2 separate regions of the Rattus norvegicus genome follow, and region 1 is linked to region 2. The links are chromatin contacts, called in public Hi-C maps. All regions are on one chromosome and are shown on one strand. The core of a region is the stretch at or near the end of the contact, and the rest is flanking DNA. Distances in the headings are between cores, read along the strand shown.

Region 1 (6,250 bases), core at 2,391-4,890, 150 kb before region 2:
TGCCACTATTGTTACCACTGCCACCACTGCCACCATTGCTGCCACCACTGCCACCACTGTTACCATTGCTACCTGTTGTTGTAAAATTATAAAAAAAAATGGTTTCTTTTACCCTCACTAGGTCCAGCACCACAGTGCCCCAAGATATCTGGTAGATATCTTCATCTCAGTCAGCAAAGCATCTCACCTGCTCTGCTCTATCCCATATCACACTGACGACGGCTTCCCTCTGAGCCTGGCAGCAATCTCTCAACCCATCTAGTTCCCAAGGCAGGCTGTCATCATGCCAGAAACACACATCCTAACTCTGTGGTGGCTCAGTGTCGCTAGCCGCCCCACACTCTCTTAAACTTAAGTAGCTACATGAAAGAACACACAACACAATCACATCTGATCCAATTGATAAGATAGAATTGCCCACCTAAACATACAAAGCCCTATAGTTACCACTGCCACCACTGCCACCACTGTCACCATTGCTGCCTCTGCCACTTTATTCCTTCACTGATATCAGAACCTAGCTTCTTTGGGATTCCTATATGGATGGAAGACTAGTGGTTTCTCTAGGAATCCTTTAGGCCCTTAGTGCCAGATTGCAACTCCTGAGACACCCAGACTCCAGAACGAAGTCACCTAGCCTGCCCAGTGTGAAGAGAGCCAGTCTGGTTGAAGCACCCAGACTGTAGGATGTAAGCCAGTCTATTAAACTCCCTTTTATACTTTAAATGTTTGTTTAAGATTTATGTGTATGGTTGGGGATTTAGCTCAGGTTGGGGATTTAGCTCAGTGGTAGAGCGCTTGCCTAGGAAGTGCAAGGCCCTGGGTTCGGTCCCCAGCTCCAAAAAAAAGAACAAAAAAAAAAAAAAAAAAAAAAAAAAAGAATGCCTGATGTTTAGGGCTGGGGATTTAGCTCAGTGGTAGAGCGCTTACCTAGGAAGCGCAAGGCCCTGGGTTCGGTCCCCAGCTCCAAAAAAAAAAAAAAAAAAAAAAAGATTTATGTGTATGACTGTTTCCCTGTATGTGTACGTGTGTGTCATGTGCATGCCCAGTGCCTGCAGAGGTCAGTAAAGGGTTTCTGATCCCACAGAATTGTAGTTCAGCAACCATGTAGGTGCTGGGAACCACACCCAGTTCCTCTGGAAGAGCAGCCAGTGCTCTTACCCTGCAAACATCTTTCTGTTGTCTAAAGTTCCTGTGGTTCTCATTCATTCTGTTGGTTTTGTTTCCCTGGAGAATGCGGACTAATACACGTGGTGACTTTTCAAAAGCAAATCTGATGCCTGGAGACAGAGCTCGATTGGTAGCGCACTTGTCTAGCATACTCTGAGTTGGAGCTTCTTCACAGGTAAACTGGGCAAGGTGAAGTGTCTGTAATCCCAGCACTTGGGAGGAGAGAATCAGAAATTCAAAGTTTGAGACTAGCCTGAGCTACAGGAGACCCCGATTCAAAGAAGCAAAAAGAAAAGTTTCACTGGGGGCCTTTAATCCCAGCACTGGGGTTGAGGGGGAGGAAGAGGCAGCAGAGGACAGGTCTCTGTCCTGTGTGTTACAGGCTAGTCTAGTCCACAAAGCGAGTTCCAGGGCTGCCAGGACTGTTACACAGAGAAACCGTGTCTAGAAACAAACAAACAAAAACTGCAACTGCTTCAAAAACAATTTGTAGGAAGAACCGGCAAGAGCCTGAGGTGGCAGATAACCAGGAAGTGGTGTCTGGGGACAGACGGCTTCAGAATTCAGGGGGAACAGAAAGACATGAACTTGACTTAGGCTGGGAGACATTTAAAAGCAGATGCTTGTAAGTGGTTAACAGCTGGAAAGAAAGCAGAGGGGGCGTAGAAAGGGGACAGTGGGGGATGTGAGGCTATCCCTGTGGGCTGTATACCAGAGCCCCAAGTGAGGAGCAACCTGGGGATGGGAGATGTGGCACTGGACGGTAGAGAGACCTCTTAGGGTCTGTGCAGTGTGAGGCCAGTCTTTACACCATCTTTTCTGGGCATGTGCTCCACTTCAAACTGCCCATCCCTGAGAGAGCTGTAGGCTCTGTTTAGTCATAAGGAAGGGTTCATCCACAGTTTGGGCCGCCACAAATTTGGGCAAGCAAAGGCATTAATACCCCCAAACAGCTTTCAATGTAGGATCCATGGGGGTGAGAAAATGAGTTCCTTAGGTCCCCTTGCTCTTGGGAGCAGTAACAATATAAGGCCCATGTTTCTAATCACTTCCCACAATTCCAAGGTCACCGTTACTCGAAGTGGTGACTGACGGCACCTCTCTTATTGGCTGCTTCTCCTTGGTCTTTTGCTACTCCTCTGAGGGTGCTTCCTGGCTTCACCTCCTACACTAGCCACACACACTTGTGTCATTGCCTCAAGATCTACTTCAGGAAAAATGAAGCTAAACACTGTACACAAAAGGGTCCAAAGCATCGAGCAGAGGCAGGAGCAAGGCAGAGGCAAGATCTGCCACGGGGCTTCAGCTGATCAGAATGCTCCTAAGATAGGCTGAGCCAAGGTGTCAATCAGAGATAGGTGGATGCAAGTGGTCTTTGTACTTTGCGGGTTTTTCTTTTCCCACTCTTTATCCCCCAGTTTCAACCCCTATCACTAGATAGGATAGAAGGGGGGAGGAGAGTTGACTCTAATTTCTTTTGAGTACTAACAAACTCCAAAGTCCTCTCCCCACCCCACCCGCAATGACCAACAATCACCCGCCTCATCCCTCAGGGCCCTCAAGTTCCAAGAATTCCAAACACAACACAATCACAGAAACCATCTGCAGCTGGCAAGACCATGCTTTTGCTAGAACACAGGCAAACCATAGTCTGCTGCTGGGAAGCAGACCCCGTTATCTCCACACCTGGGGTTAAAACAAAAACATAGCCCTGTAATATTTCTCTGATTTTTTTTTTTAAAGAAATCGAAATTTCAGAATTCTCACTACAGGTGGGTCTTTGTCACAACAATTCGTTATCACATGACCACAGTGTTGGCTATAGTCACCCAGGCCTCAGAGGAGCCCAGAGTACATTAGACAGAGACTCCCTGCATCTGGCTGATTGAGCTCATCCTCAGCTCAGATCTAACCAGAAATAACCTGCTTTTCTGTAAAGAAGGTCCAAATAGGCCCTAAGGCTAGTACAGTCTACCGCTCCACCCTACACACTACTAGTCTTCAGTGTACACTCTGTGGTGGTTAGGACTGGGCTGCTGGGGCTCCCCAACCAAAGGCCCAGGCTACATACAGCCCTAGTGGCCTCTAGGGGGCGCCGCTGGGAAGCTTGTGGTTGGGCACCGCCAAGCTCAGTTGTGATGGGCGGGCTCCGACCCCTAAAGGCCCCAGGTTCCACTGGCTAGCTCCTGGATGATTGCACCCAGAGTGGATCCGACTCAGAACGACACCCGCCTCCGATCCCACCATACCGGTGTTGTGTTGCTCGCCGCTGCCTCATTTCTATCATCGCCCCAGGTAGAACCCTAAATCCTGGTCGGGCGGACGTCCATATGCCTCTCGGTTCATTTTCGGTGACCGTGGGTCGGTGCGCCCTACTCCTGCCGTGGCATGTGCAGAGTTAAGGCGGGAGGAGGTTTCCCCGAATCTGGGGAGGGGGGAGCGAGGGGCGGACCTGGTCCAGCCCCGCCCCACGCCGGAGCGGTGCGGGAGCCCCACCGGAGCCCAGCTTCAGCCCTAGCCAGAGCCAGCGTCAGCGGAGGCGGAACAGCGGACCCGGTGCCCTGGCGACATCTGAGATCCAGCGGGTGAGTCCCGCGGGAGCCTCGCTCAGGGGAAGTTTGGGGCATGAAGCATAGAGCCTTAATTAAACCCACTAACCAGACCCGCCCCCCACTCTCCTTTGAGTTGGAAGTTTGGGGCCAGGAGGCCGTCCTGTCAAATCCCTGGACTGAGAGTAGAGACCCCCAGCATACACACTGACATATGGACACACAAACACACACACACAGAGCAAAGGGAGGCTAAGGAATGTGCTCTTGTGGGGTTGGGGGGTGTCAGGAATCCAGCTGTTTATTCCTACAGGGACCTTCTAATCCTGTACTCAAGAGATTCTCCACACCAGCCTCTGGTACCTCTTCAGCAGGAGATCTGCTGGCATCGCCACACCCATGAGGACAGACTTCAAAGGGAGTGTGGAATCTTGGAGTCTATCCCCTTTGAGTCTCCCACATGAGACTGGCCTTTTGCTGATATAAGTGGTTGTACCTCGTAGAAGATCCTTCTTGTAAGGACTACAAGATGAGAGACCCTGATGGCTGGGCCCAGGTTGTTCAAGGCACACTAGCTGCCAGTGTGTGAGGATACAGAGCTCTCTTGGAGCACCAAGATGAGACTTGTCGGGATAGGAAGGGCTCTAGGTTGGAGAGCTGGGGTCTATCTTCCCTTCCACTCTAAATTGATCTAGTTACTACTTACTAGTTCTTAGGGTTGGAGTGGGAGGAATCCCTCATGCTCCTACGAGAACTGGGTATCTGGAATCTATTCTTCCCACTACAGAAGGATCTTTCACCAGTAGAGCGCTAGTCAAAGTGGTGGGTCCTTCTCCACTAGTGATTTTTGGGCCTGGTCTGCCCTCAGCTACATGTTGTTCATCTGTTTCCTGACAGTTGCCCTGACCCTTTGGTTTCCATCTCTCCTCCAGGTGAAGGCAAGGTCCTTTGGACTGCTCTGACACACCCTTCCAGCCCTGACAGAATCAAGATGAGACCTTATCGTATCCCCCCAGTGAGGCCCGCAGCCTGAGCGGATGGCCTGCCGCTGGCAGTGAGCAACATGGCTGCAGGAGGTGGCCAGGCCTTTGCTTGGCAGGTGTTCCCCCCCATGCCCACTTGCCGGGTCTATGGCACAGTGGCGCACCAGGATGGACACCTGCTGGTGTTAGGGGGCTGTGGCCGGGCTGGGTTACCTCTGGACACTGCTGAGACATTGGACATGGCCTCACACACATGGCTGGCATTAGCACCCTTGCCCACCGCCCGGGCTGGTGCAGCTGCTGTGGTTCTGGGTAAGCAGGTGCTAGTGGTGGGTGGCGTGGATGAAGTCCAGAGCCCAGTAGCTGCTGTGGAGGCCTTCTTGGCTGATGAAGGCCGCTGGGAGCGCCGGGCGACCCTCCCTCAAGCAGCCATGGGTGTTGCGACTGTGGAGAGAGGTGAGTGGCTTAGAGCGACCCTTAGGTGACCCAACAAGCTTCCTTTTCTTTTCTCTTGACCGAGTCTATTATCACAGAGACTGGATAAGTACTGCCTTGGACATGGCTTTGCCTCCAGTCTCTTCTCTTACCTAGGCTTGCTCACTGTTAATTGCACTTCCTGGGTTTTGAGGTGGGGGTCAGATTCCAGAAGCCCCCCCCCCCAGGAAGATGGGAGACCTCGCCACTACCCTGTCCTATTCTTTGTAACTAAGAACCAGTGGGGGGGGGTGTGGCCTAATGACTCTCATAGTTATAAATAGTATGGGGGGGAAGGGGAGCAAGGCCTTGGCTCGGAGCCCAGCAAGTGCTTAAGTGCTTAGCACCCCCCCTCTTCATCCCCAGCACACACCAGGGATCCTGATGTGGACAAAGGCCAAGGGGACCTGGAGATGGTTGCCATGGGGGGCGGGGAGGTGGTTGCCATGGAAGCCCCTAGCAGTCTGGCATATCACCCAAAGGCCTGTGGATGTGCCCCTAGCTGACTCTGAGCACCTAACGGCTCTATTGAAACAGCACCTTGCAGAGATGCAGAGGTGCTGACACAGACACGGTGCCTGAGGCTTGCTGTGGCCAGCACCTCTATCCTCCAGGCCCAAGCTCATCTCTCAGGCCCAAGCCTTCACCAAGTTGATCCCCAAAGTTCCCTTCCCAGACTGAGCATCACGCTGAACAAATCTCCTTATAGCTCCTACTACCATCTTAAGCTACCCTCATCCCCTTAGGAGACCTACCCCCTATACACACACACACACACACACACACACACACACACACACACACGCACACACCCCTTGTGGCCTCCAGGTCTGACCACCAGTCCCAGGCTAGCCTGCTAAAATGCCAGATTTGGTTGCCATAGCGTCTCCAGGGAGACCATGCTGGATTATAATTAGATCAGCTGCCTCCTGCTCTTCACTTGGAGGGGCCTAGGCCAAAGCTGGAACCCCAGCTCTCCTAGCTCCCACTTCAGATGGGCAGCAAAGTTTTTAATAAGTACATGGGTCTCCTTTCCTGCCCCTGGGACCAAGGGAGCTGTCAGGGTGGGGTTGG
Region 2 (6,046 bases), core at 1,327-3,826:
AAGAACCAAAAAAAAAAAAAAAAAAAAAAAAAAGAAAACTAACACACTCAAATACAAGGCCTAGCCAAAAAGGAACTATTTACAAAAACAAAAACATAAAATTTGTATGGTAAATGGACTGACCAGATCCTCCCCAAATATGCACAATCTGCATGGTAAAGAACTGAAAGTAACCTAGAACCCCTGATTTAACTGACAATACATGGAGAATAACAGAAAAAATAGTTCTAGTCTAACCTTCAAACATTTTAACTCTCACCAGGAATGGTGGCACACACCCAGTGATCCCAGCAATGTTCAGGAGGCAGAACTAAGAGCACTGTGAAAATTAGAGGCCAGCTTCATCTACAAATTAAGTTCCAGGTCTCAGGTCACACCCAGTGTCCATTTTTTAAAGTCTTAGGTCAATGGTTCTATTATCACACCCAATGTTCTCTCTGCAGAGTAGTAAGCCTTTTGAAAGACAGACAGACAGAAAAGGAAAGAGAAAAATTTCCTAAGCTCAGTCCCATACCTACACATGGAATAGTTTTTTTTCCCCCAAGTCTAAAATACTACACTAGGGGGAAAAAAAGCAGTAAAGTGGATATGTTCCTATTTTCCCCTTCCAGATTTTTGAGTAGAGGTCATGTAAGTTGAGCACTAGACTTTGATCCAAAGTTAGTTGTAGGGCTGGAATGAAGCTCAGTGGTATAGCACCTGTTCACTATGCCCCAAGCCTTGAGTTTAATTTCAAACACCAAAGAGGAAAATAAAATAGGAAAAAAACAAGCTCCAGATATTTTATGTCTCTACGAAACGTCGCTATTCCAGAGAAATCAAATCCTCCAAACTTCTCAGAGTCTTCAACATTAAAACCTAGCCTTGTATTTTTAATTTAATAATACTTAGTGTCAAATGCTCAAACTAGCCATGTGAAAGGTGAAGAAACATTCCACATGGTACATACACATTTGGGCATGTGACACTTAGTGGCTAAAAATTCTCACCACATACAGCATCCTAAAGTATGAGTTTTCCCCCTTCCAGATTTGCATGGGGAGTGTATATTATATATGTATTATATATTATACATGTCTAATATATATATAACATGCAATAAACACATTTCAAAAGAATGTCAAAAGACAGAACCAAATAAATAACCAACAGGTCAAAAATTAATGAGAACTATTAGAAAATACAATTAGAACCAATTCTGGGGCAAAAAAAAAAAATAGTGTCAAATTTTCCACTATAAACTACTAAACATGAACTGTTTCTTAAAAAAAAAACACTTAGGAGCAAAAATGCAATTTTATGAAACCGACCTGAAAGGGAAACCCATCAGTGATTATTAATTGAATTATTAACTTTAAGTAGAAATGCATCTATTTTGATGCGACCTCGCCAAATTAAGTGGTTTTTTCGACTGGAAAATACCTTCCCCCATACAGTCATAACCGCTAAGATTTCAAAACAATCTTTTACTTACACAACTTCCAATAATACGGCAAAGAAAACAGAAAATCCACCCAAAGCCTCACTGTCTTCACACGGTATAAAACGGTGATTAATGATCCTCGTTCAATGTAAAAGGCAAAATGGAGTTGTACAAGAGTTTCTTGCCTATTTCAACTCCCGACAGCCACACGCGCTTCGCAGTGGTAGGCTACCCCAGCGCGGTCGCGGGCCGGCCGGGAGCCCCCGCCCAGCCCGGCGCAGCCCTGAGAGGAAGCGACGGGGAGGGCGGGCGGCTAGGGCTCCACCAGGCCCGGCCGGGCGGGGGAAGGGGGACTGGAGGCGGCGGGGCGCGCTTCCGGGGACTGCGCGGGCGGGGCCGCCGCCTCGGGCGCGGGGCCCCAGGTCAGGGGCCGGGGCGAGGGGCTGCCCAGCTGAGAGCAGCAGGTGGGGCGCGACCGCGGTCAGTCGACGGGCCGGAGGCCGGAAAAGTGCCGGCCGGTCAGCGGGCCAGCGGGGCCCGGAGCCGAGGCGGCTGGAGGGAATGCTCCTGCTCACCTCAAGACGACGACTCCGAATCCGGCCTCTTCGCGCTGAGGACGCCTGTCCGCGAGTCCGCGAGCTCCGAGACAAGGGCGAGCAGCTCCGTGGGAGACGGCGGGCTAAGGAGAGAACCGACGGAGGACCGCGGGCGGCGGGCGGGGAGCGCGAGCGAACGAGGGCGGGCGGTGGCGGGAGGGCGGGGAGCGACGTGCGCGCCCCCGAGCGCCCTGCGGGCTCGAGCTGGCGCCAGTCGCGGCCCCGCGCACGCGCGCACACTCCCTGTTCAGCCACGATTGCTCAAGAGTGCATCCACGCCCTAAAAGCCAGACGCTTAACCAATCACGGCAGTCGCGTGGAGCATCACGGGAACTCCGGGGCTATAAAAGACCGAGTTGCTATTTTATACTCACCGAATCACTCATCCTCTAAGTAAGCAGGGTGGGGCTGGGTGCGCCTGCGCGGTTTTAAAACCCCTCCCCAAACTGCCAACACTTCGCGCAAGCGAAGTAGATCTTCCTTGCTTTATATTACGCGTGCGCACTGACAGGCCTAACCCCGGAAGACCATACGCTTGCGCAGTGGAGACTACAGTGACAGTACACCCGGTGGGGCGCTGGCCAGTCATGGCGGAGCCTTGGGCTGGGCAGTTTCTGCAAGCTTTGCCCGCCACGGTGCTCGGAGCGCTGGGCACCCTGGGCAGCGAGTTTCTGCGGGAGTGGGAGACACAAGATATGCGAGTGACTCTCTTCAAGCTTCTCCTGCTTTGGTTGGTGTTAAGTCTCCTGGGCATCCAGCTGGCGTGGGGGTTCTACGGGAACACAGTGACCGGGTTGTATCACCGTCCAGGTGAGGCTCCCTACGAACCTCCTTGGCCCGGCTGTCCCTACCACCACCAGACTGTACCATTGGGTTCTCCTGTGTCCACATAGACTACCACAGCCTCATTGTACCCAGATTTACATCCCTTACCATTTTACACCAGAAGTCCCTCCTGTCCATCATCACGTTGTAACTGTTTCTCAAAACCCTTACTGGGCAATACCACTAGTCCCTAGTATCCCAGCCTCAATCTCTATTGAACTATACCAGTGGCCCCTGACCCGACCCAGGCTAATGCCTGCTCAGATTCCCACCCTCAGCCTCCTGCAGCTCTGGGTGTGTTCCTGCCTCCAGGTCTGGGTGGCCAGAATGGATCCACACCTGATGGCTCCACACATTTCCCTTCATGGTGAGTAAATTTCTGTCTATCCCAACCCCATGCTTGACAGACAGAGAACACTGGAGTGCTGGTAACAGGGAAGAGAACTCTCAGGATGTGAGTGCACCAGCTTAGTGGCCTTTGGGAGAATCCTCCGAGTCTAAAGGTAGAGCTCAGGATTCCAAATGGGGGTTCCCAGTGCCTTTAGAGCCTCTCATCAGCATATTCAGTGGGGATGGATGGTAGTGTTACCATAATTTCAGAAAGATGAAGTGACAGGTCTGTTGGAAACAATTCCCTTGGTTGGGAAGTCCTTCGTTAGGAAAGCAAGAACATCTATTCTAGGCAAGTACTGAACACAGCTATAACCTCCAGCCTACCAGTCTCTATTCTTAGCATAGGACCTCATCAAGTCAGCCTCCTAATCTCTAAAAACAACAGCTTACTTATCAGGACATTTCATTCAGCTAATCTCTGAGCTTCTACCGGATGGCAGAGGTCACAGTAGGCCTGAAAACAAGGACAACTCAGATTCTACTCACTCAGACTCAGGGGAAGCAAGAGATTTATAAGAGAAAGAAGTTCAAATGCAAAGGCCCCAGGGCGCCCTCTTCACCTCTTAATACCTCAGCTGAGACCAAAGAGAAAAAAAGCAGCACAGAATACTGCATAAGAAAAAAAAAATGAGAAAAACAAGGCCCAGTAGCAAGGGGAAATGTAACTTTAGGATTCTAGATCAGGCTGTGATTGTGAACTCTGAACAACTGAGGGGCTGATTCAGCAAGTCAGTAGCCTAATCTAATTTGCTTTTATAACTTCCTTCTTATGGCAAGTAGACAAAGGGCTTCAAGAGTGAAAGCAAGACGTGGTTTAGGAAGGTCGCCACTGTCTTAGCTAAGCACTATAAGGTAGGAAAATGGTAGACCCAGCAAAGACCATGAGAGATCAGTAGAGAAGTCTAGATTCTACCGTAAGCTGTACTGAGCCCAGCTTAGCGAAGAAGGGGCTACAGAAGAACCAATGTCAGGGGCTATTCTGCTATCAATGAAATAACCTTGCTTCTCTCTATTACTTTCAGGGAAATGGCAGCAAATGAAGCTCTCAAAACTCACAGAGAATAAAGGAAGGCAGCAGGAGAAGGGTCTCCAGAGATATCGCTGGGTCTGCTGGCTCCTGTGCTGTACCTTGCTGCTATCCAGACCCCTTAGGCAACTGCAGAGGGCTTGGGGTTGGGGGACTGGAGTACCATGATGCTCCCAGGGTGAGCCTCCACTGCCCTCAGCCTTGCCTCCAACAGCGTCAGGTACTGGGCAGGTGAAGTTTGTCTCCAACAAACGGAAAGCCTTCTTGTCAAGGTCATAGCTGAGAAACATTTTGGTTGAGGAGGTCAGTAGTCCCTTTTCTCACCTTGGCTTTTTCCTGACTTACTCATCCCCTTGGGGATGTGATCTTAAGAGTAGTTTGTCTTTGTAAGAGAAATCTTGAGGTTAGCCAGTTCTGAGATTTAGAAGGAAAGTCCATTCTCCCATGGGCCCTGATTTCCTTGACCTCGCTTTGTAGGCAGAAAGCCAGCTAATCCTGGCCTGGATGAGGGCACCAAACCTGTCCCTCCCTGGCCCATCTAGAATTGTCCAGGTCTGAGGCAGGCGAGGAAGTTATCACTTCCCAACGGACTTATTTCTGTTCTTTTTGAGGACAAGTTGAGTCCCTGAGACATCTCACTAAGAGCCCCTGGCATTGGCTAGCTTCTCCACTGTTTCAGTACCCACAGGCTTCTTTGGTCTGTACTCGCCCCCGCCTAGGGAGGTACTAAGCAGTTAGTGCAGTGACTTCATTGTGCCCTGCTGCCTTATTACTTCCCATCTTGAGAAGGGCCTCGCCCTGAGAGTCCACCAGCATCATTTTAGCCCCTAGGACTATCAGTAAGAGTGAGCTGCAAGCCAGATAGTTGTGGACCCTCCCCCAAGGGGGTGGGTGGCCAATGTCCCCATGAAAACACCACATCCTGAGAGCACTATGGTTCCTAAGAGCATTGTGGTCTTGGATCTGCCTCCTCTAATGGTTGTACTCCTGTCTCTGCTGGGCTACTAGCTACCTCAGGTGTCCACTGTCTTTGTTAGATGTCACATAGCCACCTGGCAGCCATTGCCTACAGGGACTTTGTAGCAGGTGTACTGTGGGTGAAACTATGGAGCTCCTCGTGCACATGTACCTACTCCAGAGATGTCATCTGTGTGGCAGAAAGATGTTCTTCACAGCCTCATGCCCACCCACTGACATCACTACAAGAGTCAAGGTCTCACATTCCACCCCAGGAGCAACTGAAGATGTGACTTATTAAACACAGAAGTGCATCAGTGGTGTGGTTATTCAAACAGGACAAATGTTGTGTACTTATGGGCAACTGGTAAGGATCTTGGGTCTGTTGCCCTTAGATCCAGCATACAGCAATTTGCAGAGGTGAAGAAGTGGCACCAGCTCACTAGAGCGGTGGTGAGGTGCCCAGCAGGGGCAGTATCCCCATTAGGTTTTTGGGCACTTGGGAGTAGGAGAGATTGGGGAGCTGAGTTAGTGTTTCATGTTTTCCAAGCCGGCTTTCAATTCAATATATAGCTAAAGATGAACCTGAGCTCCCCATACTCTCGTCTCCAACTCACACGTGCTAGGATTACAGGGATATACCAGCACACCACTCATATACTCATATACCTGGCCCCTTTCAAGGAGATCCTACTCAGAGTCTGTCTTGGGAGCTAAGAAGATACCCCAGAAATCCAGTGACCAGACAACAAAAAAGCTAGAGACCATGGCAAATAAGAAGGAAAGAAACTTTAATTTTCAAGAGTTAGTAAAGGGGGTTGGGGA

What was found. A called contact is a pair of places that touch in the nucleus more often than the background predicts.
Region 1: a contact with region 2 is called in a Hi-C map of mammary epithelial cells, with 1.6 times the contacts expected there. The contact joins the promoter of Klhdc8b here to the promoter of Tcta in region 2. A contact is called at or near these places in 2 of 12 Hi-C or Micro-C datasets (mammary epithelial cells and psoas muscle).

The regions. Positions count from the first base shown.
Region 1 is chr8:118,022,492-118,028,741 of GRCr8, reverse strand. Klhdc8b (kelch domain containing 8B) reads left to right here and starts at 3,640. Exons shown (of 6, transcript NM_001007685.1): 1 at 3,640-3,755; 2 at 4,652-5,158. The coding sequence starts at 4,783. It also overlaps a transcript of Ccdc71 not described here.
Region 2 is chr8:117,866,642-117,872,687 of GRCr8, reverse strand. It overlaps Tcta (T-cell leukemia translocation altered), which reads left to right and starts at 2,576. Exons shown (of 3, transcript NM_001014005.2): 1 at 2,576-2,829; 2 at 3,157-3,211; 3 at 4,260-5,535. The coding sequence starts at 2,607. The coding sequence ends at 4,302. It overlaps Amt (aminomethyltransferase), which reads right to left. Exons shown (of 9, transcript NM_001014004.2): 9 at 5,996-6,046. It also overlaps a transcript of Rhoa not described here.